Regions from separate parts of the Zea mays genome. Here region 1 is linked to region 2. A link is a contact called in public Hi-C data. All regions are on one chromosome and are shown on one strand. The core of a region is the stretch at or near the end of the contact, and the rest is flanking DNA. Distances in the headings are between cores, read along the strand shown. Region 1 has its middle 12 kb from the start of LOC100274602. Region 2 holds the start of LOC100279390.

Region 1 (2,700 bases), core at 172-2,671, 110 kb before region 2:
GGCGGATTTAGGTGGTTTTATCGGGGTCAGTTAAGCTCAATAAAATTTATGAATCCTTTAATAAAACAATATTAAATTTAAAAAAATATTATACCATATAGAGAAGTTAATTTCAATGCCCCAGTATTTTTTAAGCTAGATTCGTCACTGCTTTAGCTCAATAGTAATGACTGTATACTAGATCAATATGGTAGGTAAGGAGTGACGGTGATTGATAACGCGACCAGCAGTACAGTCGTCAGTCGATAAGGTACAAACATGCCGGCCGGTTTTATGATTGTCTGCATTGTTCCTGCCATTTACATCGGAGCCGGATAATGCTCTCTGTCAGGCTGGCGCGATTTTGTTGGAAGCCGGTGTGCTCTCTGCCAAAACTTCAGCCGTGGAGCGTTGACGCTGGAAAAGGGCTGCGTTTGGTTTGCTGCTACTATTCGGCTTGCATGCATGCTCCATCCAGTGCCGCCAACTCGGCAGTTCATTTTCGTTTCATCTCTGCGGCCGAATCGGAGCGCGCGCGGGGGCTGAATTTTAGCCGGCCGGCCAGTTTGGCAAGGCGTCCGCGGGCTGAATCCAAACGCGCCTGCGTCATTGCCTCGTTCCCTTCTTGGTAATCTCAGCCAGGCGCCAGCCTTGTCACCTTATGCCTGCCATGTAGGTCGTTGTGTCCTCAGCAGCAGCCAAAAGATGGGGGCGGGTGCGCCGGCCGGATGGTGGCGGAGGCGGAGCAACAGTGGTGTTGGTGTAGAGCCGGCAAGGATGGATGTTGCCGGTGGAGCTAGCTCGCTCGCTATTGAGCCATCCGCGCCGTTGTGTGTTTCTTTTCTACATACTGGTTGTTTGCAATCAGAAAACCCTCAGAAACTGTTAGTTCGGGTGATAAGCATCCGTCCCCTCAGGTGACTGAAATTTGTTTTTCTTCAGTCGATGCCGTGATTGCTGCTGGCTGCTGCCATCCATCCATCCATCCATCCATCTGGGATTCTAAGTCTGGTTCGTTTTGCTCTTAATCCATTTGGATTGAGTGAGATTGAGTGGGTTTCAAATCCCAAATAAATCAAAATCTATAATAATTTTTTCCAATCTCATCCAATTCACATAGTACAAGAATAATCGAACTAAGGTCTTTGTGGTCTGTGAATGTCTTCCTCCTGGATTCGCTTTGTTGCCTGTCCTCACCGTTGGGTTTGCTACTCTGCTTCTGCTATCATCGCCTCTACCGCGCTAGCTCTAGCTGTCCCACCCATGGTCAAAGTCTCAAAGATAAAATACTGACCGAAGAAAACTGGAACCACTTGTCGGTCGTCACCAGGTGCCTTTGGATTTTCGAAACGTGTGTCTTGTTTCGTGGAGACTGGAGATGGATAGCGGTGATTATGCAGGTCCAAACGGATGGGACGGGTCCAGCATGGGCCCACCTTCGGCTAGCACGTTTTGGCCCGTTAGGCACGGATATAGCCACGTCGTGCCGGCCGGTCCGCAGCCCGTTAAGACCCATCGTGTTTTGACCAAAGTGGGAAGGAGAATAACAAAAAAAAAATTATACATGTCCAAACGGGTGTCTTTTCGTGGAGACGGGAGGTGGATAGCGGTGACTATACTTATCCAAATGGGTGAGCTGAGCCCGGCACGGGTCCACCTTCGGTCGGCAAGGGCTCGCCGTGCTTTAACTGGAGTGGGAAGAAAAATAAGTAAAAAAACTAAAAACAAGCTTTGAAAGGATTTGAACTCTGGTTGGAGGCTTTAAATTGCCTAGCCACACCATTCTAGCCCACTAAACTAAATTTATTTTATAAGTAAACTATTAAAGTTTCTTTTAATATTTATAAAAAATGCGCTGAAAAATTACAAAAATTAATCACGATCGTGCTGTGTTTGTGACGGGCTAAAAGCGTGGTGTGCCATGTACCGTCCGACAGGCACGGACTATTTAGACATGTAGAGCAATTGCGCACTCTCAGCCTGTCAACAGTTGAGTCCCAGCCCATGCTGAGCATGTCATTTTTTTTCCCGACGACTTCAGTCGCGCATCTTCGTTGTGAAGTGGAGCATTATCGATTAAACTCTGCAAAAGTTAACCCGCCCGGTCGTGCACAAACTGACGTTTTACTGAACTTGTTTGTAACTGAGGTCTTGGTCTCCCGACGCAGGAAGCAGGAGGTTCTATCCATTGCATGATACGATCTGTATCCACCAAGTCGGTCGATGACTATTGACTCGTCGCGCGCGAACCTTGGTATTGTCTCCCTCCCGCCCCGCCTTCTAAAAACGACCGCATCAATTCTAGATAATTAGATTTTTGCCACTCACAATGTTGTCTTCCTGTTATAATTACCACTGTGTCTATAAATTATGGGTCCAGCTGGATATATGAAATGTGGGCCTGATGACAATTTTACAAACCTGTTTCTTGCTCATGGCAAATATCAAAATCTCTCCATCAATTCAACGCTGCTCGCTAAAAACCGGCACACGCGCAGCATTTCTAAGAGCACACCGTCTTGCTGCCTCTGCTTGCCAGCAATGGCGCGGCCTCAGAGGACCGACGCCTCCTCCGCCCATCAATTCCTTCTCCTCTCCCTCCTCCGTCTCCTGCTGCTGCTTCCGTCCGCCAAGGCCGCGTCCTTCTCCACGCTCTGCGGCTCCGCTCCCCCGCGCGACCTCCCCATCGCCAAGCACTCGCGCTCTGACCTTCCATCACCG
Region 2 (3,004 bases), core at 453-2,952:
TCTGTTATGTCTAGAATGGAGCGAGGGTATTTCTCTTCTTCCTCGTCACCGCACCCCGAACGATGTCGGGACCTCGTCGGCGGTCCGGTCGTGGTCGGTCGCTTATCCGAAGACGATGGCGTCCTCGACGGACGAGTGAGACCTGGAAGCCCTTGAATTGATGAGCTCCTTGATTTGGTCCACGATGAACATGTTGTCATCGTCCATGTACGTGGTACGGTGAGAATATACTATAAAATTTACCCCATAAAATGTAATAATCGAATCGGATTAATATCGTGCCCTAATTCTATTTATTTTTGAATTAAAAATAATTAGGACTTTAACCATTTACGAAGATATGTATCCGATGTCGCTGGTGTGGAGCCACCCCGCGGCGTCGATGGTGCGCTCCGTCTCCTCCTTCCTCCTGTAGTGTAAGTAGCCGTGCGTCACGGCCTGGCTCTGCACGCAGATCTCCCCCGGCGTGTTCTTGGGCAGCGACCGCCCCGTGTCGAGGTCCACGAACTTCACCTCCAGGTCAGGTTAGGCAGGATGATTCCGACCGGCTTCTTCTTGGCGACCTGCACCGTCGACCCCACGTCCTCGCCGCCGCCGGCGTGTGTCAGCGTGATGCAGCTGTGCTCCGTGAGCCCGTACGTCTCCTCCACCTGCACGCCCGGGAACTTCCGCTTGAACGGCGCCACGAGGTCCGACGCGAGCGGTGCGGCGGCTGTCATGAGTCATGACGGACCTGGAGCTGAGGGGATCTCTTGTGCCGCAGCGTGGCGGAGCAGATGCCGGTGATGCGTAGATGTGGAAGAAGGGCGGCAGGCCCATCACCACCTGCCCGACGACGAACATGGAAGAGCAGAGGCTGGACAGCTTTTGTAGATATTCATGGATGGGTAAAAGAGCATAGCAATTGGGCATGGATTAAGGCTTGCTACCGGAGCTGTTTCAATCCGATTTGAACCTCATATAGACCTGAATAACGATTAAGGCTTTAAAAGATATACTTTACAAGTTTATGAACCGGAATAATATAGTCCGATAAGTTTAAGGACTGAAATTGTATTTTACTCCCTGCCGTGGGTTTGGTATATCACTGAACAACATCGGCGCTCCCCTTCCCTGGCCGGTGCCAACGTCTGAACCGACGGCTATGCCACACACACTGACACACAAACGAACGAGAACTTGTGGGCACACACACACAGCTGCATCAGTCGATGGATCTTCGGTGGCAGCTACTCGAAACGATCATCTCCGCAGTCCGCGCCCGATGGCCATTGCGAACGATCAGGCCACGAACCCGAGGAAGCTGCACGAAACAAACCAAACACCAAGCAGGAAGCCCCGCTCTGTGAGACGCCCGCGGCGCGCAAGTGTGCAGAACGGCAGATGGATCGGCATCGGCTCGGCGCTCGCGGCCGCCCGCGCACGGCAAGCACGCACGCACGCACCTGATGGGCCTGGCGACGGCGTGGCGCGGGGCGAAGAGCGCGCGGAGGAAGAGGCTGGCGCCGTGGAGGAGCACCACCACGCCGCTGCACCCCACGAGCAGGAGCTCCAGCATGCTCGATGTGATGCTGATGCCTCCGCTTGGCCGGCCTTCTTGCTCCTCCTTCCCTACCGCTCAATAACCTCGCGTCGCGTGTGGGCTTCTCTTTTTCTTCACTGGTGGGTGGGAGCGCGCGGGTCGAAGAGGTTTCTTTGAAGCAAAACCTCTTTTCCTATTTTCCTTCGCTTTCAATCTCACTGCCTGATTGATGGTCATGCTATCGCTTTCGTCAGACAATTAGTGGTTTTATTCCGTTGTGTATGGACGCTGGAGTTTGGACGGAGCCGGCGCCGGCGCCGTGTATAGTAGTAGTATATATGTTCCAACAAACAAACAAACAAAGAGGGTATTAGACCGGGACGGTCCGATCGATCCTGTTCATTCATCGGCTCATTTCCAGCCCGGTTTTTATAAAAAGGAGCGTATTAGACTATTGTTCTCTTGACAATCTCGTATCCTTGGAGTTGGAGCTACCATACAAGCTAAATAGATTCAGTGCTCAATCTAATCGAAATTAGAATAGAGTTATCTAGATTAGTGTTCCAATTGTTGTTGAACTACAGGGGCTAGTTTGGTGGCAAGGGATTTCCCCTCTCAACCTTTTTGCCACCAAGCTAGTTCTAATAGGTTTATAATAACTGCCACATGAATAATACAGTGCGGTAACATTTACTTGAGACTCCTAACATGATAAGCTAAGGGTTATAACCTCCATGCTGCATACAAATGAATTGCACCCACACATAACACACCATCAAAACCAATAGTTTAGATCGCTGAATATCCCTCCTCTCTGTCTCACTCACTCAAATCCAAGGGCTAATATTATTTGTATCGTTCTTTCTCCCTCATCCCTCACTCACGCCTCCTCCCTCCCCTCGAGATCCCACCGCCTCCTCCCCCTCCTCCTCACTTGTAAAGGTTATGTAAAACCATCAGCTACCTGATCTTTGGATGATACTAACTCGATTTCTAGCATCCGCCCTACAACGTGTTCTTGTACAAAGTGATAATCCACTTCTATAGGTTATGTATGTGCGTGAAAGACTAGATTGATTAAAAGATATTTTGCTCCTATATTATCACATCACATCTTGGTTGCTCTTAGACTGTGAATCTTGAGTTCTCTGAGAAGAATTTGAACCCACATGACCTTTGTCTTTGCATTGACGATAGCTTTATATTTTGCTTCTATACTGGATCATCAAGTGGTCCCTTGTTTTGTGCACTCTAGGAACCTATAAACATAGTGGCTTGCTGAGAGCACCTTGAGAGGGGGTGAATATGTGATCCTGTAAAAAACAACTCAACAAAAACAAACTTGGTCTAAAATGGATTAGTGAGACCAAAAACCAAGTTCGAATGAAGAGTGTGTGAGGAGAGGACTTCTTCACTTAATTGCTCTCACAAGGTGAGTATTAAACATAGAGCAATATTGTAAGTGAAGTGAAATGCTAGAAA

The links. A called contact is a pair of places that touch in the nucleus more often than the background predicts.
Region 1: a contact with region 2 is called in a Hi-C map of ear, with 1.5 times the contacts expected there. The contact joins the enhancer-like site here to the promoter of LOC100279390 in region 2. A contact is called at or near these places in 2 of 25 Hi-C or Micro-C datasets (ear and leaf).

Annotation. Positions count from the first base shown.
Region 1 is chr3:214,607,547-214,610,246 of Zm-B73-REFERENCE-NAM-5.0, reverse strand. No RefSeq gene overlaps it. Among protein-coding and RNA genes, the nearest start is that of LOC100274602, 12 kb to the left of the region's middle. Within about 2 kb of position 1,421, at least 14 of the 20 cell types and tissues checked have an H3K27ac peak or open chromatin away from gene starts, as enhancers often do. A contact at or near this core is called in ear and leaf, where this site is marked.
Region 2 is chr3:214,494,697-214,497,700 of Zm-B73-REFERENCE-NAM-5.0, reverse strand. It overlaps LOC100279390, which reads right to left and starts at 1,702. Exons shown (of 2, transcript NM_001152403.2): 1 at 1,446-1,702; 2 at 263-1,303. The coding sequence starts at 912. The coding sequence ends at 526.